4 separate regions of the Mus musculus genome follow, and regions 2, 3 and 4 are each linked to region 1. Evidence: chromatin contacts called from public Hi-C and promoter capture Hi-C data. All regions are on one chromosome and are shown on one strand. Each heading gives the region's core, a stretch centred on a gene start, on an enhancer-like site or on the middle of the called end of the contact. The rest is flanking DNA. Distances are from core to core; before and after follow the strand shown. Region 1 holds the start of Casq2 (calsequestrin 2). Region 2 overlaps Gm40109 (a long non-coding RNA gene). Region 3 holds the start of Tspan2 (tetraspanin 2). Region 4 holds the start of Sike1 (suppressor of IKBKE 1).

Region 1 (6,340 bases), core at 3,391-5,890:
GGCTTGTTGTCAGACTAACGTGGCTCTCTCTGTATTTGATTCCATTCGGAAGTTTCCAGATGCTGGGGAGGTCGAAAGGCTGCTAAGGGGCACCTGACATTCAGCGCTCTGAGGAAACATAGCCTCCGGGCAGCTACCACACCTGTGCTGGGTAAGCCATGCTGTGTGGGGATCTGCAGCTCTCCCCTAGGACAGCAGCTACCACAGCAAAGCCAGGGCAGGACAGGGGGTTCAAAGGCTTACACAGAGAAAGATGCCATATTCGGCTTGTCCACTGGGTGGAGTATTTTAGTCAAAGAAGAGTGCTGTGGAGGCAGTCAGTGTAGGAGAGAGGCAGGCTTGGGCCTGTCCTGAGTCTGGCCCCCTCAAAGAACCTCCTCTGAAGGGAATGCAGGCCTCTCTTCCTAAAGCCCAGTCCAGCCCAGGAGAGGCCCCAGGCCTGTCATCCTGGTGGAACTCAGAACCAAGGAGAAAATTTGAAAACCAGGAAAGGGCTCAAATCTGACTCTGTTTGTCACATGGAAATCTGAGTGCTAAGGACGAGTAAAAAGAGAGGGGACCTTCGCCTTTGCATGTAGGTATGACCTTTAAAAGTAGATGAGAATGTGTGTGTGTACAGGACAAATGTCTGTTCTCAGTATGTAACTGTCCTTGCAGGAAGGAAGTCTAGGGAGACACCCATGTCCCTTCCATCGTTTGGCTACCAAGAAACTGGAATTTCCACGGCAATCGAGTGCTGGGGGTTGGAGGGACAAGGTTAAGGTTGTCTGAGGGGAGACTTATCTCTCAGGAGTTCACACCATTCTGAGACTGGAGACAGACCATGGTGGTTCAGTGTCAGCCGGGACCTCTCTACCTTGACTAGGACTGCTTAGTCACACACAGCTCTTGGCCTCCCTTTAAACCTACATCTCAGGCCAGAGCCCCAGGGATGCACGAGACAGTGCCTGGACCCACTTACTAGCTTCTCTTCTGGTGTGGCCATATAGAGTAAATCTCCTTTCTCCGCTTTTCACTATTGTCTCCTTAATTGGCCTGTTGAGGACAAGTGACCATAGGCCTCTTCTTCTTCCTCTTCTCCTCCTCCTTCTTCTTTTGAGAACAGGTCTCACGTCTCGATCAATGGCATAGAGTTCATCATATAGACCAGGTTGCTCTTGAAGCTGCGATGATCCCCCTGCCTCTCCTCCCTCAACTTCTTTCTTGCATCAACTAGCCCATGGCCATCATGATTCTTCTGTCTTTCTTGACTGTTCTTGGGGGCATATTTCCTTGTGACATAGTGTATGATGTGAGTGCTCTCCTCATCAAGATATAAATTCATGAATCCAGGTCTACAGTGTGTCTATTCCCTATACCCAAAAGGAGGCCGATAGAAGATGTTTCAGAAAAATCTGTGTAATTGACCAGTAAAGAAAACACCCTGGCTTTGAGTCCCAGTTTACCCGTGAGGTGGATTATAGGGAAGATCAACCAGAATCATGTTCCTGGAATCATCTAGCCACCTTTCAAGACAGAACAAGTGGGAAGGGATGAGGTTGGGGGACTCTAGGTGTCCCATTCACAGAGGTAAGAAATAGAGGCTGTTAGAGAGCCACAGGCTTGTATTACAGTGTGACGGCGAACATTCTCTCTGTATTTGCTTGTTTATTTATCTATTCTTTCTTGCTCAAAATCAAAGGCAACAAAACTGAAAGCGCCTGTCATTCCTTGCACACATAACCAACCTCACAGGCTTCAGCAGACTTACACAGACCTATAGTGTGCTACATACCAGTTTGGGCAGCGTTGATGGGGACTGAAAGCTGATGTGAGGCATGAAGGTTGCTCTAGACGTGGCTGCAACATCCATGTTTATAAACCCCGTAAGGCTGGTGAATGGAACAAGAAGAGACACCAGGAAAACACGGAGGGAAGGCCGCTACCGTGTAGTGTCAGCCAGAAAAATGTGCTGCTCCCTACAGGGTGGACACGGGTTCATCCTCCCCACTTCCACCCACTCGAGGGTACCCACAGACCCTCCACTCTGCAGGGGTGTCAGAGACTGTGCATCCACCCTCCAGTGCGCCTGCAGGCCCCTCCCAGAGTTCCCCACCTACAGGCACTTCTCACTGGAGCTGTCAATCGAAGCCAGACCTGAAAGACAATTAAAAACAAACAGCTCTCCCTCAAACCTTTCCAGTCGGTAGTAAGCCTGGCAGAAGTGAAAGCATTCCAGAGACTCCTTTATCTCTTAGTCTGTGAAACAATGGGCTCCAAAGACATGGAAATTTCACCGGAAATCTCAGACTAGAAGAAAGGAAGGACAACAGCCAGAGAGGGAACTTATCTCCCAAGAAGTCGCCACAGGATTCTAACAACTTGTTAGACCACCCTACAGGACGAGCTGGGAGCCCAGACAACAAAGTGCCAGTGATGGGTGGGATCACACAGGTAGGGCTTCAGTACCCATCCCCACATGACTTTTCTCATTCTTTTTATCTTTTCAAATATGCACTGTCACCTACATTTAAAGGGTACCCAGAGAATACTTAGGTGGCATATCCCTGGGCCCCTATTTAAGTTTCAGTCTCACTTCAAACCCTGAACGTGGACTTGAAGAGGTCACTGTATCTCTTTGTCCCTCTTCCCAGTGTGCACACATCGACTAAGCTCCCCACTATCAATTTGACTCTTTTAATTGGTTTACTGAGAACAGATGCTGGATCCAACTTGGGGCACAGATTATGATGCCCAAGTTTGATAGCAGGTGAATAAGAAATGCAAAGACCCTGGCGTTAAAGGTTTCAAAGAGGTAGGGTGGTGGGGGTGGGGAGAAATGAAGCAGCAAGGGAAAAGGAGACAGTTACATATTGAGGAAAGTAGAGCGACTTCTAAATAAAGGTAACCCCGTGAGACAACGGGGGACAGTTTGCAAAGCTGACCTCAAAAAGACAAAACATCCATGCCCACCCCACCCACCTCACCCCCTCCGCACTCCACCTCACCTATCCCACCCACCCCACCACACCCACACCCACCTCCACCTCACACCGATATTTTCTAAAGAGGAATCTTGCAGGCTTGGCAAAGACTATCACTCAAGACTCTCCATTTAGACAGCCCAGAGACTGCATTCCTGGGAGAACGGTGACCCTGGGAGGACAAGAGAGCAGTCAGGGTCATCAATGCTGGACTCGCCAGGGCCCTGCTTACCTGCACATGGCAAGTTTACAGAGCTTTCATGGCAGCAGAGGGCCTCAAGTCAGACAGGACACTGGGATTAGCTTTTCCTTCTGGCCCCTGGGAAAGGTGCTGGTGGGATTTCTAGCACAAAGAAGATAAACCTTGGCCAGGCTCCCAAGCACCACTATCTCCTCTGAAGAGCACGCAGACAGAACCATCATCTGACCAGAAGAAAGTACCAAAGAGTCACCCGAGGGGTACTGGCAGGGGATCTGCTGAACAAGAAGCCACACAGCGCAGAACCCTAGCTTCTGCAGTGTGGCGGCTTTGAGAACGATGATTCCCAGACACACCCATGGTACAGGGTCCGCCTAAGTCAACTCATCTGCACACTGCACGGGAATCAGGTCTACACAGTTGGCTGGCTGAGCTCGTGGAGAGAGTGGGCAGGCCAAGCTTCACACATGATATTAGAAATGGACGAATTATTATAACGCCCGTTCCATCCTCTCTAGTGAGAGGGAGCCACATAGAATGGCTACTGTTTTCAAGGGCTTGCTAAGTGCTAGGCTCTTCTCTCTGTGTGGTCTAAACACCAGGGTTACAATCTCCCCCACTCTAAATAATGGGGATCTGGGGCTCAGAGAAGCTGCAAGGTCCTCCAGAGTCAGCCAGCCACCAAAAAGGCAGAGTGGAGATTGCAGCTCTGGTCTGTCCCAGCTTGGATAAACTGCCTATCTCTCTCTGTTGCTAATGAAGAAAGGAACAAAACAGTGTCTTGTCTTAAGAGCTAATGAGGGTGGGGGTGGGGTGGGGACAGGACCTTGGCAGAGACCCCAAGGATGTTCCTGCGGTGACCGGTAAACTTCTCTAAAAATTGACTTTAAAATAGATCACCGGCTTCCCTGCCTCCCACAGCTGCTGGAAAAGGAAGTGGGCTGGATCCGCTACCCGTCCTCTGTATGCTGGGTCAGTAGGAAAGCATGTCTCTGTGTCCCTGGCCGGCAAGGACATGTGGACGTGGTGCTGCCAGCACCGGGCTTCCAAGAAGACCTAGAAAGGCATGTGGAGAGTGTGCCTGTCCTCGGGGGGAACAGAGCAGCCGGGGAAAGGCTGCAAGGCTGTCCTGGAACCGACCAACACAATGTCTAAGTGGGATTTTTGATGCTCTAAGCGTTCGTGTTCTTACTGGCACCATCACCCCTTCTTGCTTTCCGTTCTCATCCATCCCCACGAGTTTCCTTCTTTTCTTTGACTTTTGGTGCCCCTTTATTTCACTTGCATACGGTCCCTCCAGTCTCCTCCTGTCTGCTGTCCTTCTGCCGCTGACACGCTGCATGGACAAATCCCTCAACAGTGTCATATCTGACTTTTTTTTTAAAAAAAATTATTATTCATTGCATGATTTATTTTTAGCTCGAAACAACTGCATCCTAAAAATGGAGTTCTTAATGAGACAGAGGCTGGGAGAGCTATGTAAGGTATCTAGGGCTTGGCCTCCCAGCCCGTGCCTGGCTCTTGCTCTGTGCGCATGTGTGCATTTGAGCCTCCACAGTTTGTTCTGAGCCCACGACTACACAGCTGCAGGACCAAGGAGGTGAAAGCAGCCTCTTTGTTCCCTCACCAACATCTCTAAGAACCTTCCATCCTGTCTTCCATGATCTCTATTCTGGAGACTGAGAAGCAAGACTTTTCCCAAATGAAGAGGATTTACCTGCTCATGGTGGGGGTTTATCTGCTGTCCCTGAGCGGGGCAGAAGAGGGGCTGAACTTCCCCACGTACGATGGGAAAGACCGAGTGGTCAGCCTTTCTGAGAAGAACCTCAAGCAGATGTTGAAGAGATATGATTTGCTCTGTCTCTATTACCACGAACCTGTGTCTTCAGACAAGGTCTCACAAAAACAGTTCCAGCTGAAGGAGATTGTACTGGAGGTAAGTTGGGGGGGGGGGCAGCAGCCTCCTGTATGAGAGAGCATTAGTGACAGTATGGCATTTAACAGGAATATGGGAACAAGGGCATGGAGAATTTGTGCAGAGCTCTCCTGTGTTACTGTAGTCTCACATCAATGGAACTTTTTTTTTCTGCAGAAGTGGACTCTGTGGGCAAACTCTTAAGGTGGAAGGGAGTGAGGGGGTTGCACACTGACCCTTCTTTATCCAGGGAGCAGGGCAATCATTGCTCAGGACAAACAGCTGATGCTCACCCATGCAGAAGCAGTGCAGGGCAGAATGAGAGGCCTGGCAGCCAGGCTCCAGACAATCTATCTAAAGCTCTTCCCTTAGAGGTCCTGATTCGTCAGGGGTTCTTTTCCCACCTGCCCCTTTTCTAGAACTTTCCAGCTATTGTTAAAAGCCACTGGTTTAAAGGAAACCGAGGGATTTCCTATGAGTCCCTTCAGGGCCGATTCCCCATGCTCTTCTCAATCCTCTCCCTTGGATCTGGAAAAGCCAGGGTCCTTTGACCTTGCCTCTGCTCTTGGTCACAGGGAGAGCGACCATGTCATTTTCCCAGGCAACTTTAGAGTGTGGGTGTGTGCTCTTCTGGACTGTGTATTCATTAACAGACAGGTGTGGTTTTTTTTTTTTTCCTCAGAAAGTTCTTGATGTGAGTTTTGAGCCTACACTGAAGTAATTTCTTATTTTATCTGTATTACATGACCTGTTGGTCATCTGGCACTGGGGGTGGGGATATTTCTAATCCTTTGCAAGTGCCACAGAAAGACTCTGCATCTCCTCCTGGACAGCTAAAGGCCACTGACACTTCAAGAATACCCATGCTGCCAAGATTCCTTCCCAGTCCCCATGGCTGGCTCAGCACACAACTACAGGGCTGTGCGAGAATTAACCAGACAGTACTTCCAGGATATTCAGGCTAATCAAATAACACAATTAGCAAACTCACCATACAAAGACCAGGGAGATTTAGAGTCTCAAAAAACGACTATAATAAAATCCAGCAAACCACCTGAATATATCAAAGTCACATTGAAAGAGGGAAAAGAGCATTTCATAATTCAAAATGTCCCCTAATCAGCCGGGTGCTAGTGTTTAAAAATATCTCCAGAGCCATCCTGTTCTTCGCAGGCTCTATCTGCCCTGGGGCGAGGGCAGTGATTTTGCCCCTTCTGTGGGAGGCAGATGGAGGGGAAGTGGGCCCTAAGGCTGTAGAGGCAA
Region 2 (6,636 bases), core at 3,528-6,027, 590 kb before region 1:
GTACGGTCTTGAACAGGAGAGAGCCGTGACTGGCCTCAGGTCTGAAAGCCACCATGCTGGACACTGGATGGAAAGTAGCCAGGCCCTGGGTTGGGTTAGCAATGGCAGCATCTGGGAAATGGATCGACAGCTAATCACTATAGCAACAGCTATAAAGTGGTGGAAACAGAAGCAGAGGAGGCCAGCAGTCTGTGGAGAGACTATCTTGTGTGTTGTGTGGATGCATCACTTGTCAATAAAAAAAAAAACAAAAAGCAAAAATCAAAAAAACCCTATGGCCTATAGGAAAGGATAGAATAGAAGGCGGAACGTCTGGTAGGCAGAAAGGATTCTGGGATAGGGCCAGGCGCGAGAGGATTTGGCTCTTGGAACCGAAGGAGGACTAATGGCACCTGAGTGGAGGTAACCTGCAGAACTTCAGTCAGAGTAAATGGAGTATTAATTTATGAGCTAGTCAGATTATATGCCAAAAAATTATGGGTAAGGTGTTTGTAAATGTATTTCGAGCCTCAGTCATTATTCTGGGAGTCTGGAAGCAGGAGGAAAAAAGCTTGTCTTTTACAGCAGCCTTTCTACTGAGCCTCCACTCTCTGCTCTCCATGAGAGGTCATGTGGCCTAGGCTGCCTAGGAATACAGTTCAAAACCGAATGAGCTGGAGTGTCTCTAAGGACTCACTCAGCCTCAGGTACCCTGGGTTTTGTAATCGTGGTTGGATTGCTTTGGGCTGGTTCAGTTGGAGGAGCAAGCATGGTCTCCATTAGCCAGGTCTCTGAAACCTGGACTGGTTTCAGGGTCTGAGGAGAGAATCGATTTTGAAAATTAACTCTGCTCCCACAAACTGCATGTGGCGCCCCATGTGGGGCTTACATTATGAAGCGAGACCAGGGAAGCTCACTTGCTGCATGAGAACTAGGAAGTCACGTAAGTGGTCATGCCCAGTATCTGAGGCTTCCCTGACCCTCCTGGCCTTGCATTTCTTCCCTGTGGCCCTGAGCAAGTGGTTTCCAAACCAGGCTGGCCATGGTGTCATCCAGAGAGCTTCAGGGTATGCAAACTTCCACGCTGCTCCCGGCTAGATTCTGACTCAGTTGGCCTAGGAATCTACATGTGTAAAAAAATCTCACAGGGAAAATGAAAGAGCTGCTAGGTTTGGGGTCTATGGGAATTCTTTATCTTTCTCTGTCTCCCTGGCTGCCCAAGCTGCTTCCCTGTGTTGTGTTAACTCTCAAGTCTCTTCTGGGCTGAGCTATTGACGTGAGAAACTATTAGTTGTCTTGATCTATATCCCAAGAACATATCCACCATGAAGATGCAGGACATCACAAATCACACTGAGGAGGAAGCCTTCCAGGAGGATGAGATATGAGTAGGATCCCGTGTCTAAAACCCAAGGAAACCAGACATTTCCTAGCAGGAGAGAAAGGGCAGGGAGGGAACATGAATTGTATATGAATAAGTGATTTTTTTCCCCCTTAGTTACCAGAAAGAGAAACGTATCAACAAGAGCAGACCCGGAGCCATCAACTAAAATAATTTCTGAGTCAGACTTCTATCCCGGAAGCTGTGAACTTTATCCTCACCGCGACTAATCTAATATTAAGCCCCTTAACCTTCCTAATTGTTCGCTTTGGGTATCAGCTGGCTTCGTATTAACCTTTCAGTGTTTCCTGTAATGCAGTTACCTCCGCGTCCATCCGGCTGGACCTGATTTAGAAGCTGCGGCAGATCTAGAACCTGCCTCTTGCTGCTCCCCCTTCCTTCTCACAGTATTGTTTTCCGCAGCACACTGTGAAGAGACCGCTTGGCTATAGTAGCACCTCAGGAGCGTACCACATCCTCTGGGGTCCCCAGCTGTCCTACTTGGCTTAGAGGCTTTCAGTGGGAGACAGGTGCGGCCTGTCAAAGCTGATGGCTGATGAGCCTCGGGTAAGGAAACATTTGGCCTCTGCCTGTCTTGGGCTCTTATTGGGCATGGAAAGGCTCTTCCTTTATTTCAAACACCAGCCTGTGGCTGTCTCTAAGCTGGTGACCCATCTTGTGGTGAGCTACATATCCTGAACTGAACACGGGACTTGGCAGTTTTGCAGAGGAAGCCTATGGCTTCTTATGAAATTGCTAACCAGGCATAAGACCTGGAAGATCTTTTGCTCCCTGTGGCAGGCTATGGCATGCTTCCTTTCTCTTGTACACTCAGGGTAGAAAGCTAATAAGAACTTAAGAGTCATCACTGTAACATCTGCCTCATGACTGGAGCTATAGAGTCCAGTTAGGAGAGAGGAAGCATGCGAGGGCTTCCTCGGCTGCCCCTGCTCTTCCTGAGCAGGCAGGGGACCCACTTTCCATCCAGGCTCTGGGTAACAGGGCAGAGGAAACAGGTGGGAGAAACTTTATTCTGACCTGTCCTAAACAGAGTCCTCCCAGCCACCACAGGCCACAGTAGACCCGTGTGCTTCACGGTTGCTAGCCCAGGCTTGAGCTTTGTGAGGCCTTTGCATGGCGAGGGTACCTTCAGGTTTCAGAAAGACTTCCAACCGCCTCCCTCACTGAAAGAACACTTTGGGTGGGGAAAAAGCTACCTGTTATATGCCGCTGTCTTAACCAGGACTCATGGACACACTAAGCCCACACCTTATCCCCATGCCCTGTCCTATGCTCTGTCCCCACAGGTCTCGGGCTTGCTGGGTTGAGTGATCATCTTCTGGTGACATCCTGAGAAGTCCTAGTATGAACAGACAGGTATGGCATAGGGTGCCCTGCTCCCGGGGGTTCTCCTAGACTTCCTTCCCAGCAGTGACCAGGCCCTTGGGGTCATGTCTAGGCTGGTCAGTTGTGCATGTCAGAGCCCAAGCTGGAAGAACCATGATGTCAAAATCGATGCTTCTCTCTGACTCAGACGATGAACTCTGTGTGCACATCAGGACACACACTTCAGGACACACACTGAGCCTTAGGTAGGAAGTGGTTATACAAACGAGGCATGCCAAGATGGACGGGTCATTTGTGTAGAAAGCCATACTCAACAAACTCATTGTGAATGGGGAGGAGCTAAGCTCCCCACCCCCATCCCCAAGGCGCATAGGCAAGGTCATGGTTGCTGGGGGAGGGCCAATCATACTTCTCTGTTGTGGTGTAGCCATTGTTGCATTGTCCTTGATCAAGTAAATTCGTTCCAATGCACATGTAGCCAATGAGAGACCCCAAACAAACACATGAAAGTGTGAGGGGGTGTTAGATGGGAAGAAGGGGGTTGGGTGAGTGAGAAGAGATAAAAGAGAAAAATAGGAACATCGCAAAATACAGTGTGTGTGTGTGTGTGTGTGTGTGTGTAAGGATAAATACTTATTTTCTAAAAGCCACACTCAGGCTGGGGTTATAGTTCAGTGATTGGTAGCTCACTCATGGTGGACATGCATCAGCCCCAGGCAGTGGTTTGACTATTCCATGCTCTGGCTCTGTCTGGTACAGAGGCCTGTTTAAACAGTGAGAATAAAATGTGTCAGGCTGAACTGACTGACAAGCAGAATGTTTTATTTCTTTTAAGCTGTGTGTGTGTGTGTGTGTGTACCTTGCCTGCTCCTATCAGTGTTCCTCTATAGCACCCATTGTTCTTAACTGAGAGATGGATGCCTGGGCAGGAGCTGTGAATACTAAGAAGGGAGAGAAGCCTGCTCAAGGCCTGGAGTACTTGGTTGACCCCTGCTTCATCCCCCTAAAACTGGCAAGGGGCAAGGGACAGTTCTGGGCAGGGCAGTATCAACATCCCTTACTACCCAGGAAGGACTGGGGAGAGGACTGTGGTCTATGGCTAAAGGTGAGATAGCCAGCCGTCCCTGTGCCTTCTGGGTCTTGTTAACAAAATCGTGTGGCCGTCTTATGGTCTCTCGAGTAATCTCTCAGAATACATTTGCCAACCACTGGTATTTTGGTAATTTGGTATTTTCCATTATGGGAAGAATTCTACGGCTCAAAAAAAAAAGCATTTTCCATTCCTTTGGGTGTTTCAGCGTATGGCTAGTAGTTGCATTTGTTCATGAACGTTTATAGGGATTGTGTACTATCTAAGGCTGTAAGTCAGAAGTGTAAGCAGAGAGAGTTATAGAGGTGGAGGTGGGGAAACAGGAATTCTCTTGAGACTGGCTGGTCAAGTCTTCGTTTAAGAAAAGTGGGCTTCAAGCAGAGCCTGAAGGGCAGATAAACAAAAGAGGGCAAAGAGAAGATGTGTGTGGGAGAGACAGATTCAAAAGGGCAAGCATTCAGCAATGGCTAGGGCCAGCACTCTAGGAGGAAGCCAGTCACCAGCAGGAAAGGGCAGAGCTTTCCTGACACTGGGCGTGTGTTTGCCTGTCAACATGGACGCAGGATGGCATCTTCAGTGGCCAGACGTTCAGTGGCCAGACGAGCGCTTTCACTTCTGGGTATTTATATTTCCCCAGCTACAAAATAAGATGTGGTGATAAATGCTTATCTCAAGGGCTGTGGGGAGGATAGACTCACAAGTGACATCAGGCAAAACACCTCCAAAGGTAACGGTCCCTCCTACCTGTCTTAGTGCGTTGGAAATGTCACACTTGAGACCTAAGGGGATAAGGATCCATGTGCCCTTTACAAGTAAATACACAGACTGGTCAATGGACGGGGAATCTGTTCTCTCCCAGACTGTGGGAGAGTTGACGGTGCATACTGTCTCCGGATGTTTGATTTCCTGAGCCTCTCCTGAACAATGCCACCACTGTCCTGGCACCCTTGGCAAGCGGTCCCATGACAGCCAGGTTCTTGTCACATGTCATTTTCCTGGAGTGAGTCACTGGAGAACCGAGCTGTAGTCATGACCTTCAGCAGAGGGAGGTGAAAGTGGCCCGGAATGAACACAGAGTCGGACTTGGCTTCCTATTCCCTTCCATGGACATTTCGCCCCAGGCCTTGACCTTGCAACTCAAGAGAGTAGGACCCTACTATGAGTGGTATAAACTAATATCCTGCCTCTGACCTCCACACAAAGGGCCTTTGAACCCCTAAGATCTTATCTCTTCCCTTCCAATCTAGCCCTTGCAAGTCTGAGGGAGACTGGAGCTGTTAGAGTCTTTGGTCCCAAAGGGTAACCAGGAACACTCTTGGGTTCCCTCCCGAGAGCAAGCAGGAGTGACCAGACGGGGCAAAAGCTCAACTCTGTGGTCTGACTGCATGTCTTCCTTCTTCTAGTGTGGAAACATGCCATTTATTACCACAGACACAAAGCAGAGCTCTGCAGCATGTACGTCTGTGTGTGACTGTTATGATCTAGCTCCCAGGACGAGATGTGATCTCTGTGGGGGTGATGCCTTCCTGGATAGCTGTGTAGCAGGGGGAGAAGAGGTCAGCTGGTAACCAGGACTCGTGAGTCCATGCTCCTCTATCTGTGACCTTGGGATATGACCTTGTCCAATCTTCCTTCTCCGAGACTGAGGGTCCACATCTGAAAAGTGATTTGTCTCCATCACTGAATTGGAATATTTCCACCATTCCGAGCTCTAATTTTCTTGGCTGCTCAAACACAAAGCCTTAGAGAGAAATACGTAAAGGTGAGACATAACTATAACTGCATAGCTGTGAACCTTGCATGTGAGAGACAGAGCCAGGCTACCTATCGGGACCTCCTCCTCCCCCTCCCCCTCCCCCTCCCCCTCCTCCTCCTCCTCCTCCTCCTCCTCTTCCTCTTCTTCCTCCTCTTCCTCTTCCTCCTCCTCTCCTTTCTATCTCCTGCTTTCCCACCCCCTCCCTTCTTCCCCTTCCCTCTCTCCTTCCCTCCCTCCCTTCCTCCCTCCCTCCCTCCCTCCCTCCCTCCCTCCCTCCCTTCCTTCCTTCCTTCCTTCCTTCCTTCCTTCCTTCCTTCCTTCCTCCTTCCTTCTTTTCTCTCTGTTTCAAGACAGCATCTTGTGTAGCCCAAGGCTGGCCTTTGGCTCACTCAGTAAGTAATCAAGCATGATATTAAATTTCTGACCTTCCAGACTCCATCTCCTACGTTCTAGGATTACAGGCACATGCCACCTTGCGTACGTGCTGCTGGAGATTGAACCCAAGGCTACACTTATGTAAGTCGAGTATGTTATTAACTGAGCTATAATCCCAACCTGGTTCTTTCAAAAAGGAAAACAAGATTTAAAAAGTAAGTCCTGAGAGAAGACAGCAATCTTTATCAGTACCAACTCCATACCTCTCAGCTTCCCATCTCCCCCAAACACAAGCCCAGGAGGGACTCCTGTTGGCAGACCCTACATTTGTATATTCAAAAGGAGCTCAAATGCTTGTTCCCACAAGCTGTAAACAGCCTAGCCAACTTTATGAGTTCCAGCATACCCAGCAGATCATCCACGAGCCATGCACAATTCAAGGCTGTTTGACATTTGTTTCTGGTTTTTTCCTATGGCGCCCTGGCTTCACTCTGCACTCTGTTCTTCAGATGTTCTCTGAGCCCCCGAGGAGGCTGGCGCTAACAGTGCTATTACAGATGCTGCGGATAAGCCGGTGCAGCCTGCTCTGGGGAAGCTTGCCTTCTCCTCGTGGGGAACAAAGAAGTTCTTACCATCCCGCCCCAAGAAAAACAAAATGCAGCTTCCGGGAGGAGGAAGCTTTGCTGCTGAGCCTTGTGAGGTGGGTAG
Region 3 (6,439 bases), core at 561-3,060, 650 kb after region 1:
TACAGGATGAGAGAACAATGGATTTATTATATATCATAATAGGAATTCTGTTTCCAGAGACTACAGAATATATAATCTGTAAATATTACAGACATAAAATTCAACAATGTAACACAACAGTATAATATTACTGTTCCCTCAGTTGATTTACTGAATGCCTACTGGATAGTAGAGACCACTTATTAATTTAGTTCCTCTTTCAAAGCAAAACCAAGGTGAGAGAGAGCTATAAGTGTAACTGAAACCAGGGCTTCGCCTCCGCATACTTAATGACTTCATCTTTGTCTCCAGTTCACTGTTACTACCAGAAGCAGCACTTTCATTTGCCTTCTCAGTTTCATAAATAAAATTCACTAGCTTTTCAAAGATGGAAATATGCCTGACTGTAACACGGAAGAAATTGAATGAATGGTTGGTGAGGTCCTGGCTACCTTATATCATAATCTCATGTGCCTCACTGATCTCACTGTACATATATTAACTCCTTAATCTTCACAACTCTTTTGAAGCAGGTTGTACAATCTCCATACTGAGATGGGAAAGAGAGGCCCCAAGATAATGGGGTAATGTGTCACATTAGTCAAGTGCCTGCCCTCTGTGATTTGTTCTGGTGAGCTCCTGACTCCCCTCACCTTGGCCATCTCTCTGACTCCTGCTCCCAGGCTAGGTTGTACTTCCTCTGCTTCCTCCCCTGACCCCCTGCTCTCTCTACTGGCACCTTTTTGTTTGTTTGGTTTTGGTTTTTTGAGACAGGGTTTCTCTGTATAGCCCTGGCTATCCTGGAACTCACTCTGTAGACCAGGCTGGCCTCAAACTCAGAAATCTGCCTGCCTCTGCCTCCCAAGAGCTGGGATTAAAGGCGTGAACAACCACTGCCCAGCTACTGACACCTATTTTACAAATTAGGATCAGGTCCAGTCTTCTTGAAAAGCCTTCCTTAGTCAAGGCAGAAGCAGTCTCTTGCCCAGCTCCTAGCCCACCCACCTCACCTTGTTCCAAAAATTTGCTTACAGATCTGTGCCCTCCAGTAAAGATGTGATAGCAAGCCTGGCATTCTTCTGGTGTCCCCAGGGCTTGCTACTATGCCTGGCCTATAATTGGCACTTAGAGTGTTGCTAAATTAATGCACAAGCTCCCTGATTTTACACTTTCCTGTCTCCCCCGTGCCGTCTGACACCACATATTGTAGACACTTAGTCAACTGAAGTGAATGCCCGATTCTTCACCAGTCGCCTAGCTTAATAAAAACAAAGCAAAACAGAACTCGCTCCCTTTCCCTGATCTACACATCTCAGTCTAGACCCTAAGAATCTGGACTTCTTTCAAGGCCCCCGATCTATCAAACCTAGCAGGATGTGAGTGAGAGGTCTGACTCCCTTTCCCTGATCTGGTGGGCTGGACTGGGCAGGGTGGGAAGCAGTGTCAGGGCCCAGGGCCTCCGCCTGGCGCGCCTACTCCCAGTTCTTGCCTATTAAGGTAACAGTCCTCTAGGAACGCAGCGGCAGGAGGGAGGGTCCCCAGCAGCGGCCTCCGCCCGCGGCCTGGGCGCTTGCAGGACTCTGCTTAACTGCAGCCCTGGACACTCTGCCTGGCGCCTCACCACAGAGTCTCTACCGGCTTCACCGATCCTATTAGCTTTACCATCTGAAGTCACCTCCCTAGGTTTCCATAGACACGCAGGATAACTTCAACCATCATCGAGGGCCTCAAGGGAGTCTGGGCACCCGGCACTGATTAAATGGACCCCGCGTTCCGGGTGGGCGCACATATGCTCGGATAGCTACAGGAGCCCAAGCCCACCAGCGTGGACGAAGGTGGTGCTACCTCCAAGGGCCGGAGCGGGTGCGTGGGACCGGGATCTCCACCCCAGGGCGCCCCAGCCACAGCCAGCTGGCCGCTCGCGACCAAATCCCCGCCCGCAGACCACGCCCACAGGTCACGCCCCTCCCAACCCGCCCCGCCCCTCCACCGGCGCCCGCCGCTCCCGGGGCTCGGCGCGGGCCTGGGGAATCGGGAGCCCGCCGCCGGGGTCGCAGCATGGGGCGTTTTCGCGGGGGCCTGCGGTGCATCAAGTATCTGCTGCTCGGCTTCAACCTGCTGTTCTGGGTGAGACCCGAACCGGCGGGCCGGTTAGGGGGCCAGGGTCCCCGGGGAGGTGACCGCAATAGAGTTGGGCCATAGGAGAGGGCAGGATGTTCAGAGGCGCTAAGCAGACAAAGAGGGAGGGGACATATGGAGGGGGATAGGACATAGAGAAGCTTGAGCTACCAGAGGTGATGAGAAGAGGAGACACGGTGCGATGCTCCCCCGAAAGAAGCCATCATCTTCGGCGGCATCGCCCGGCGGGTGGCGCCAGGTGCGGGGATCTAGCGGGCCCCAATATTCCGAGGGCTGGGGGCCTGGCGGCCCGTGCTCCCTGCATCCTGCTGTGTACACACACCCACTTCTCGCGCTGCCTTCTCTGGGGAACCCGGCGGCCGGGCCAAGGCTCTGGGAGGGAAATCCCTACCGTAGGGCTGCCTGGGGTGGCGCCCCAACCAAGAGTGTGCGGACACGCCGCCTGGCTCTGGTGGTTTGTTGGGAAAATAACGGACAGTAGAGAAAATTGAAAGAGTGGGGAAGATCGTCCTTTTCTTGGGCATTGGCGGGGGGGGGGGTCTTCTGGGTGGGCAGTGGTGGGTGCTCTTTTACGAGGGGTTGGAAAATGGAGGGATTTTGGAAGAGCAGCAACATCCCCCTAGGGTCCCTGCGTACAACCAGTACTCTTGAAATGATCTCATTCAACTTTGCAGGGTGGTGTAGACCTGGCAGCATTCCCTGGGTAGAGATGCATAGAGACAGCCAGAGAGAGTGCCATGGCCCCAGTCTACTGTGTTAGCAGGGCATAGTTAGAGGTGTACCATCCCTGGAATACTCTCTCCCGAGCCCTGGAAAACGGTCAGAGGCCCATTCTGCACAGTCCCTATTGGCCTTCCAGTAACAGAATGCCAGCCAGTGTAGCTGCTCAGATAGACCCTGAGGGAAGACACGAGTCTCGCTTCAGGGGATGTGGGTAACTGCAGGAGCAGAGATGCTTTGGGATGCTTTGAAACCACTGGACTGGCCGCGATGGTTGTCCCATCTGCTCTGAGGAGGCTGGATGGACGATAAGTAATAAATTATTGAACGATGGGCCTCACTTGTGACTACCAACCCATCAGCCCTGAAGCCTGGGTGACTCCAGCAACTCTAAGCTCTTCAGAGACTGCGTGGCCATGACCAACACTGGCTAGCAATGGACAGTCTGGAGGCAGTACCTGGGGACATCCCCTGTATTTTAAAAATACATATAGACTTTGTACAACTTGGCTTTTACACCCATCACACTCCAGGAAGAAGACTTTCTGAGCGCCCTTGTGCTGTATTGTTTGTTTGTTTGTTTGTTTGTTTGTTTGTTTATAAGTCTGGCTTAATTTCGAAGGCTGTTAATTATAGGTGCCATGTTGCAGTGACACCCGTTACTCTCACTGCTTACAACATACTTTGTGTGAGCCAGGGAGGGAAGTCTCTCAGGCTGGGTTTAGTGCTTATTTTGTGCCAGCTTCTCCAGACTTATCAAACCTTTGCAGTGGGTTAGGGACAGTGCGCATGTGCAAGCAGGGCATCCCCATCTTCATAGACGAAGACGTGGGGGATCAGATAGGTCCCACAGCTGTTGAGTGGCAGAGACAGGACTCAAAGGCTGCCTCCTCCATCTTCATCCTGTGGGAGGTTCAGTCACCCAGCTGTCCTCAGAATGTGGCTCCTGGGTCAACAGCATCAGGGCTCCCTGGGGAATTTTCAGAAACATATATTTTCACTCAGCCCGGCTCGCTGAATCAGACAGTGTTGGGGAGGAGCCCAGCAAGCTATTCTAGAAGGCATCCAGGTAATCTGAACCCACGGGCATGTTTCAGAATCACCATCAAACAACTACTAGATAGATGCTGTTCCCAAAGCTGCTACTACAGCTAAGAGAACAGCCCACAGAGAACAACAAAAACAAAGTAAGGCAGGGTGACCAAGTGACAAGCTTCACACCCGGGTCACAAGCGCAGGGATGAAGTAGCACTCCAGTGAAGTCTGAGTGCCTGTCACTGAGATTGGAGATGGCCTTTTCTATATGTGATCTAAGTACAGAGTTCAGAAAAGCAATCCCAGTACCAGCGAGGACCCTAAACAACTTCATCTGAGAGATATCGGAGCTCAACCTGGGAGAACGGAGGTGGGCAGAGGGAAGCCACCAGATGAGGAGCAGAGCAAAGGATTGTGAGCCATCCGAGAGGCAAAGCCAGGGGGGGTCTGAGGGCAGAGATCCAAAGCATGGTGTGCTTAGATGAGGGGGCTTGCCAGAGTCAGTGTGCTCTCCCTCCATGCCAGAGTCAGTGTGCTCTCCCTCCATGCCAGAGCCAGCGTGCTTTCCCTCCAGGATTGCCTTCCCATCTGTTCAATTAGATGGACAGAGTTGTGCTGAGGACGTGTGTGATGTATCCTAAGCCAGCCTTATATAGTAGGGGCTTGAAGTTATTTGTTATTCTTGTTATTAACTGTCTGGCATACAGGAAGTGTTCAGTAACTAGTATCTGTCTTTCTCCTGGTGTCCTGACTGTTGGCAAACAGTATCTGTGTATGCCAAGTGACTTGCATGTGACTTCTTTGGTGGACAGCTATACACTATCCTCTCAACTCAGACTTGGCTTTTTTCCCCCACTAACATTGCCCACTCCCTGAGAGCAGGGATTTTTTTTTCTGTTATTTTTACATTCATTTCCCTGGCCCCTAGAATGGTGCCCAACACAGGTACTGAGTAACTAACTCTCTATAGTGGATTAATGAATCCTCAGGTTAGATACCTGGATTTAAACAGCTTTCTTGACTTTCAGACATCAGCTGTCAACTTTATCAGGAGAGCTGACATGCCTGTGCCTGTTCATTGTGGAGATGTTGAACTTTGCTCTCATAGACTGAGTCCAGGAGAGCTAGGAGGACCCAGCGGCTCCCTGAGAGAAGGTGGGCCGTGGATGGGCAGCAGGTATACTCCGCTTTCCTGATAAAGTGAAGGGACAAACTGAACCTGAGAGCTACCAGCTTGGGGAAGTGGATCGTATGGGAGAATTATTCATATAGAATCCAGTTCCACAGAGGCTCTGCCCTGGTTTCTAACAGGTTTTGTTTTATTTTGCTTGCTTTTTTTCTGATTGGGGAGCTTTCCCAGGAAGGAAGCCCTCAGCTGGGACTTGAGTATCTTCACAAACCCATAGATGTCTTCCCTTTTGAGGTCTAGGGTCCCCGCCCCCCCCAGTGACAGTCCTTCCTGTCCTGCCAGAAGTTGGCCAGGAGGCAGGCACGGAGGCTGTAGAGTGTGTTTTGTGGTCTGAGAGTCAGATTTGGAACCTCATCCTGGCAGTTGGCTTGCCAGTCCTCTCAGCTGCGCCTCTGGTTTTCCAAACCGTCAATCAGACCTTTGAGAACCAGCACAGGAAGCCAAGCTGGACTCACCTCGGGTTATGAATGCTTTAAAACCTAAAGTAAAGCCCAGTCCTTAGCCTTACTGTATTAATGGAGGGCGTCTGCCCTGTGTCTGCCAGGTCTGACTTCAGGATCTACCATCACAATACTCGGTATAGTCCCGACTGCGTTGAAATCACCTGTTTTTCCTTCCCCTCTGTTGCATAGCAATATAAACAAAACACTACAACCCACCCAGACACATATGTTGGTTGGAAGAAAAGCTTAGGCACTGTTTATTCCTTGATTTGTTGTTGTCTGCTCAGCGTTTTCCTATCATTGTGCTCTCTGGGCTGCTCAGGGTTGCCTCCAACAGGAAGCAAGGCTGTTCCTGCTTGAAAGTTACATGCCATATATGGCATGTGGGAAGGTGCTGTCCTTTCTTCCTCACCATGATTAATGCAATGTTGGGTTTTCACTTGGTGGTGCCTACTAGGTGATTCTGAAAAGACTTGCCTCTTTGGCTGGAGAGCGAATGCTATTTGGCTCACAGCTTATGGTTCCTGCTCTGCCCCACACATTTCAAACATTTCAAAAGTGGCAGAGCAGCCACTTGTTAGAAAAGATGGTGCAGGAGGAGGGGGAAGAGCCTCTGGCGTCTCTAGGACAGCCTGCTTGTCCATTCATAACCTGCTCTGCTGATTTCTATTGAAGTGGGAAGACAGATGCTTTGGCAGCCTCTCCTACTGTGCACCAGAAGGACCTAGAGACGGTGGGCAGAGCAGAGTGCACAGCATGGCCAGTCTGGAGAGGCCAGAGCTGTAGTCTTAGTGTTGTGGTTGACCCCAGGCTCGTGTATGCAGTACGGCCATTCAAACCTAGAAAACTAAAGAGTGAACGTTGGATTGTGGTACCAACCTGCCGGAGTTTATTCCCAGTTCTGTAGGTCTCACAACCCTGGGGACTGGGTTCA
Region 4 (5,809 bases), core at 308-2,807, 910 kb after region 1:
TAGCTTCATTTTGAGACCCAAAGTACTAGTCTCTCTCTTTTCTCCTCTCTTCTCTTTCACTCTTTCATCTCTCTTCTCTCTTCTCTCTCTCTCTCTCTCTCTCTCTCTCTCTCTCTCTCTCTCTCTCTATCTCTCTGTGTTTCTCTGCACACTTGCACATGCACCAAGTCCTTGAGACAAGACCAAGGGCCCAACAGCTACAATCCAATATATAAATGTAAGGAATTAAGAGTTAAAGAATACCAGGGAGACAAGGGGGGGAAACTAAGTGAAATGTTAGAAACAAATAAACTAGCCTGTTCACAGTTGGGTATTCTCATGCACGGTGGCTGGGAGCATCAGGAGAGGCCCCTCCCTTCTCACCTGAGACTTATACTGCTGGCAACCGAAAACTTGTCCCCACTTCAGCCCTTCCTAATGTCCTAACCTATGCCCACATGCCTTAGGTAAGTTTATTTGGGCTACCAGTACAACCTTCAAGTGTCCCCCAATTTCTCCAGAACTGAGGGGATCTTTACCCCTTAATGTCCAGCTCACATAATCTGAGCCCTCATCCTGTGTGACTTCAAGGGGGTTGTGTACTCCTCAAGTATTTCTAAGAGTCCTGGGAAACGCTCCTCACAAAACGTTTGCAAATATATCCTGGTCTTTGTTGTAAACTTATTCGAGGCTATTATTCTGTTTTCCCAAAGTTGTTTTCCTTCCGAATGAAAATTATTTCATCTTCCCAGAGGCAACCTCTTAACACAGTTTTGTAAGTGTAAAATTTTTACAATAGGCATTTCCCCAAATCACAAAAGTACACCAAACATCACGTGTTTCTAAACTTTACATCTGAACTCAAGATAAAAGAGACTGTAGGACAGGGAAAATGATTCTTTAAAACACAGCATTACTACTATTCTACTGTCCTAGACTCTTTTGGACAAAAATATTTTAGGAAAGAATTCCCTGTCAGCCACCGTACTCGTTAAACACAGTCAGCCATAGTGCTGTAGAATAGCAGAATAGCTCCCAAATCAAAAGGCTTCCAACATTGCACTAAGGAAAGATTTTCCTTTGTGTATGTGCACACGCGTGTGCATCTAACTGATTGCATACACAAGTGCAGTTGTGGAAGTCAAAGGACAACCTCAGATGTCATTCCCAGACACTGCTCACCGTTTAAAGGAAGAAGGGAGGGAAGGAAAAAAGGAAAAGGGGGAGGTGAGGAGAAAGAAGAGAAGAAATGGAAGGAGGGAGGGAGGAAAGGAGAGGTTCCGGTGTATTTTACCACTTATTGGGGGTGAGTATCTGTTTCATCAGTTTGTTACAATCCCATTACTAAATAACAAACTACATCAATCAAAACCAGAAGAAAAGTTGAACTAAGACCGGAACAGAAATAACTTCGTGAAAAACCAGGATGTGGCACCAATCCGACCTCTGCTGCTCCACCCTAGAAAGGCTAAGGCTGTGGCGAAGCCTGAGGGTAACCAAGAGTCCACCTCTGCGCAGGCGCCGACCGAGATGCCACCACGCCTTTAAAGTGCACCCGGAAGTGACGCGATTCGCGCTGAGCCAGGGCCGGGTAAGGTCTGAGCGAAGCGCCTAGGCTAGCGGGCCCGGCGCGCCTCCTCGGCCACTATGAGCTGCACGATCGAGAAGATCTTGACGGACGCCAAGACGCTGCTGGAGCGGCTGCGCGAGCACGATGCGGCGGCCGAGTCGCTGGTGGACCAGTCGGCTGCGCTGCACCGGCGGGTGGCGGCGATGCGGGAGGCGGGCGCCGTGTTACCCGAGCAGGTCGGCCGGGGGCCGAGCCGCGCCCAGGGGTGGACGCTGCGGGCGGGTGGGTGGGGTCGCGCGGCCTGATTTATCTTGGTCTGGAGGGCAGGGCGGATGTGTGAGCTTCCTGTGTCGTGGGTGGGACTGCTGCCTCCTCCGCAGCACCTGCCCATGTTTACAGTGCCTTAGTCTGTCTTTCTGTCCAGTATCAAGAGGATGCATCCGACGTGAAGGACATGTCTAAATATAAACCTCACATTCTGCTGTCTCAAGAGAATACCCAGATTAGAGACTTACAGCAGGAAAACAGAGGTTAGTCAGGCGTGTGTGTGTGTGTGTGTGTGTGTGTGTCTAGGATTTTTTTTTTCTGGTAATACTACTTTGGACATTCTTACACAAGTGCCTGAACAGTTCACAAGCGTGCACATCGCATACATATATTTAGATCAGTGCTTCAAGGGTCAACTGGTAACAGTAAAATCTGTTAGATTGCTCTTTTAAAAGTCTTCCTGGTTGATGACCTTGAAAGATGTATTCAGTAGTTTAGCAGAGTTGAATTGTTAGATGGCTGGGGAGTGACCACATACCAAATGGAGGCTTCTATAACTAAAGTTCATAGTCTCCAAATGTAACATTTCGATATTAGAGTGAACACTAAAGTTAAGATCGACGTTTCTTTAATGTTCCTGTGCAAGATGGAAGGCTAGAACTTCGTCCCCCAAATACATAGTCTTAGGGTTGTTGATGACAGCAGGATGGTAGTTGTCTGATGGAGCCCTTTTACATCTGCCATTCCACTCTATGCCCCTGACCAAGTATTTACACAATGCAGCTAAGAAACAGGTTCACAGACACCAGTTGGAACCAGCCAGAAGGCCTGAACTGCCAAGCTGGAGGATCTGAGGCCATTCCAAGGGCCTACGTGGTTTAAGGAGAGAACTGACTCCTGGGGGTTCTTCTCTGACCCGACATGTGCCGTGGTTCACACAAATCAACAAAATGTAGTTTTTTTTTTTTAATTTTAATGAGCTCATTTTTGCTTCTGAGAAGTCAATTAGAAAACTGAATTCAAATCCGTGCCTCGTGATTACACGTCCCATTTTATTTGCACAAGACTCTACTGCCTAGAGAGTTGGTTTTCAGGTACACTGTTCACGTCTGTGGGCTTGAATACTGATTTCCAACTTTGGATTCCCAGTGTCCCGTGGAGTGTCTGAGAGCTCCAGCTGTTAGGAGGTTTGCCTTGAGACCAGTCTTAGACGTCATTGTCCAGATGTTTGCTTTTGTTGTTAGAACTGTGGGTTTCCTTGGAGGAGCACCAGGATGCGTTGGAACTGATCATGAGCAAGTACCGGAAACAGATGTTACAGTTAATGGTCGCTAAGAAAGCCGTGGATGCCGAACCAGTTCTGAAAGCTCACCAGTCTCACTCTGCAGTAAGAAACACTGATAAATAAATTGTAAATAAACTGAACTGAAATCGTGGGGTCGTTCCTTTGTTTGCAGAAAACAGTGTTCCTCTTTCTGCATATTTTCATAATCACTCTGAATTTGGCTGTGGCTTTGTGAAGACATGAATAAAGGAAGGGGATAAGGGCCTCTTCCATCCTTTAGTGGTCAAGTTACCTCCCTCACCAGGGATTTCTTTTCAGCTTGACACAGAAAGATTGAGAGTAGGCCATCCTGGGCTACATAGCAAGTGTGATACCAGCTAGTGTTGAAGGCATTCAGTGACTGCTTAGCTGATTGTTGTACATTCTATCGAGCCATAAGTTTTATAGTTCCAAGGGCATGAGTCGGATTTTATCCCTCGCTTCCACATAGCAAGCAGTCACTAACTTCATCAAATGACTCAGACTGTGTTATGGGGGGAGGGCTGGTCTTGTTCCTTTGTTTTATAGCAGTTCCTCCTCTTTGATCCTTCACTGTTTAACTTGGAGGAGCCAGCAATTACCTTGCAGTTTGTAGGGTGTTTCCTTGCCCTATTTTAGCTTTTACTGTAGTAATTAATTGGAAGCAACTATTTACTACAGTGAAAGATGCACCACGTTTCATCTTCTATCGTTAGGAGTTTTAGGCAATGGAATGTTTAAAATATTTGAATGTTTTAAATATCTAAATATTTGAGTTGTCTGTTATATTACTTTTGGTTGGTTGGGTGGGTGTTTTGTTTGTTTAGGGTTTTGTTTTGTTTTTTGCAGCTAGGTCTCATTTAGCCCAGGCTGGCCTCTTAACTCCTAACCCTCCTCCCTAGGCCTCCCAAGGGCTAGGATTACACGTGTATGCCACCACACCTGGTCCCTGGATATCAAACATTCTTTTGAAAATTGGAAATTATTTGAAATGCCACAGATTGATAGATTGATATTATTATAGCTCGAAATATAGTATGATTGCAATGTAACTTCTGTAGTGTGTACAAAGGGAGCCACTTCCCACTTACTCTTACTTCTCAAGGTTTTAATAGACATAAAATTCTCCTGTACATGCGTTCCATGGTCTTCATCACTAGGAACCTTTTCTTCATCTTATTTTCACAGGAGATTGAAAGTCAGATCGATAGAATCTGTGAAATGGGAGCAGTGATGCGGAGAGCTGTTCAGGTGGACGATAACCAATTCTGTAAGGTTCAGGAGAGACTAGCTCAGCTGGAGGTAAGGCTCTCACTGCCAGAAGGTCACCTCTTTTTCTTTTATTTATTTTGTTAAGTTCACTGGTTGTGAGTTTTAGAGGCTCTTGGGATGTATCACCACTGTCCTCACTGCAGTATAATAATGTTCCCCCTTTTTACAAAAATGTCTCAAAGAAGAAGAGAGGAAGGAAGGAAGGGGTTCATCTCAGAATGGGGCCTGGACTGGCTAAGAGCTCAAAACTGCCCTGCCTCAGCCTCGGCCTCCTGGGTTGCCTTGGTTGGCAGTGTTAATGTTCTTTGTGTCCTAGTGACTTAAAATTTCAATTTCTCCTTTATTTATTTCCTTTTCAGGAAAATAAATGAATGTAGTCAGCAGCAATCAGGGGAAATGTCAACTGTGGGGCTGGGGACAGAGCTCGGTTGCTATATCTATTAAGTATATGAATATACTTGAAAAGCAGAGGGGAGGAGGAACAGGTCATGTGTGAGCTGACTTCTCGCAGTAATAGAAAGTCAAATACATAAAATCTAAACTTGATCAAGAAATAGCAGTACAGAAGCTGGGCAGTGATGGCTCACGCCTTTTATCCCAGCACTCTGGAGGCAGAGATAGACAGATCTCTTAAGGCCAGCCTGGTCTACAGAAAAAGTTCCAGGAAAAGAAAAGAAGAAAAAAGGAAAGGAAAGGAAAGCAAAAGGAAAAGAAAAGAAAAGAAAAAAGATCAATCGGTACAGGCAACCCTTTAGAATTATAGAAGTAAATGCCAAGAGAAATATAAAAAGTGGGGTTGGAAAGATGCTCAGTGGGTAAGAGCACTGGCCAGAGGACCCAGATTCGATACCCAGCATCCACATGGTAACTCACAACTGCCTGCGACTGCTGGCACAGCACGTAGTGCACAGATGTACATGTAGACAAAACTACACATAAAATGAAGAGACCTTTTACAAAATATGCCACAGAAGAACAGTGAGGTGCAGCTGGGAGTGCAGTGCTTCCTTGGCATTCTTGAGCCCCAGGTTGGCTCCCCAGCACTTCATAAACTAGGTGTAATGATGCGTGGCTCCAGTCGCAGAAGCTTAAGAGTTTGAGACAGGAGGATTGAGAGTTTTGAAGCCAGTCTGAGATACTTAGTGAGTTTTAAGGCCAGCCTCTGATATATAAAACCCTGTCTCAAAAGGAAAAAAAAACAAATCTAAAGGGCTGGAGAGATGGCTCAGCAATTGAGAGTACTTGCTGCCCTTGGGAGGACCCGAGTTTAGTTTCCAACACTTACATGGTCACTCACAATCATCCCTAACTCCAGTTCTAGGTCATCTGACATTGTTCTGACCTGAAGGAATACTAGGCATGCATGTACCATACATCTACATATACATACATACATACATACATACATACACACACAC

The links. Promoter capture Hi-C pulls out the DNA fragments that hold promoters and counts their contacts. Hi-C and Micro-C count contacts between places; a contact is called where the count stands out from the background.
Region 2: a contact with region 1 is called in a Hi-C map of cardiomyocytes, with 2.4 times the contacts expected there. The contact joins the enhancer-like site here to the promoter of Casq2 in region 1. A contact is called at or near these places in 5 of 39 promoter capture datasets (the 3T3-L1 cell line, embryonic stem cells, hippocampal neurons and 2 more), 5 of 484 Hi-C or Micro-C datasets (cardiomyocytes, cerebellar granule neurons, cortical neurons and 1 more) and 1 of 9 other capture datasets (liver).
Region 3: a promoter capture Hi-C map of the SN4741 cell line shows a contact between it and region 1, with 4 times the contacts expected there. The contact joins the promoter of Tspan2 here to the promoter of Casq2 in region 1. A contact is called at or near these places in 11 of 39 promoter capture datasets (the 3T3-L1 cell line, 3T3-L1-derived adipocytes, the SN4741 cell line and 7 more), 9 of 115 datasets of contacts at active chromatin or transcription factors (differentiating embryonic stem cells, embryonic forebrain, embryonic limb bud and 4 more) and 1 of 9 other capture datasets (embryonic stem cells).
Region 4: a contact with region 1 is called in a promoter capture Hi-C map of embryonic stem cells, with 2.4 times the contacts expected there. The contact joins the promoter of Sike1 here to the promoter of Casq2 in region 1. A contact is called at or near these places in 2 of 39 promoter capture datasets (embryonic stem cells and hippocampal neurons) and 2 of 115 datasets of contacts at active chromatin or transcription factors (both in embryonic stem cells).

Annotation. Positions count from the first base shown.
Region 1 is chr3:102,081,775-102,088,114 of GRCm38.p6, forward strand. It overlaps Casq2 (calsequestrin 2), which reads left to right and starts at 4,641. Exons shown (of 11, transcript NM_009814.4): 1 at 4,641-5,098. The coding sequence starts at 4,865.
Region 2 is chr3:101,495,779-101,502,414 of GRCm38.p6, forward strand. Gm40109 (a long non-coding RNA gene) reads right to left here. Exons shown (of 2, transcript XR_867517.1): 2 at 6,149-6,636. Among named protein-coding and RNA genes, the nearest start is that of Gm40109, 8.7 kb to the right of the region's middle. Within about 2 kb of position 4,778, at least 60 of the 459 cell types and tissues checked have an H3K27ac peak or open chromatin away from gene starts, as enhancers often do. A contact at or near this core is called in cardiomyocytes, where this site is marked.
Region 3 is chr3:102,732,960-102,739,398 of GRCm38.p6, forward strand. Tspan2 (tetraspanin 2) reads left to right here and starts at 1,811. Exons shown (of 8, transcript NM_027533.3): 1 at 1,811-2,106. The coding sequence starts at 2,038. Tspan2os (tetraspanin 2, opposite strand) reads right to left here and starts at 2,458. Exons shown (of 4, transcript NR_040588.1): 1 at 2,269-2,458.
Region 4 is chr3:102,994,183-102,999,991 of GRCm38.p6, forward strand. Sike1 (suppressor of IKBKE 1) reads left to right here and starts at 1,558. Exons shown (of 5, transcript NM_025679.3): 1 at 1,558-1,785; 2 at 1,974-2,079; 3 at 3,061-3,203; 4 at 4,308-4,421. The coding sequence starts at 1,627.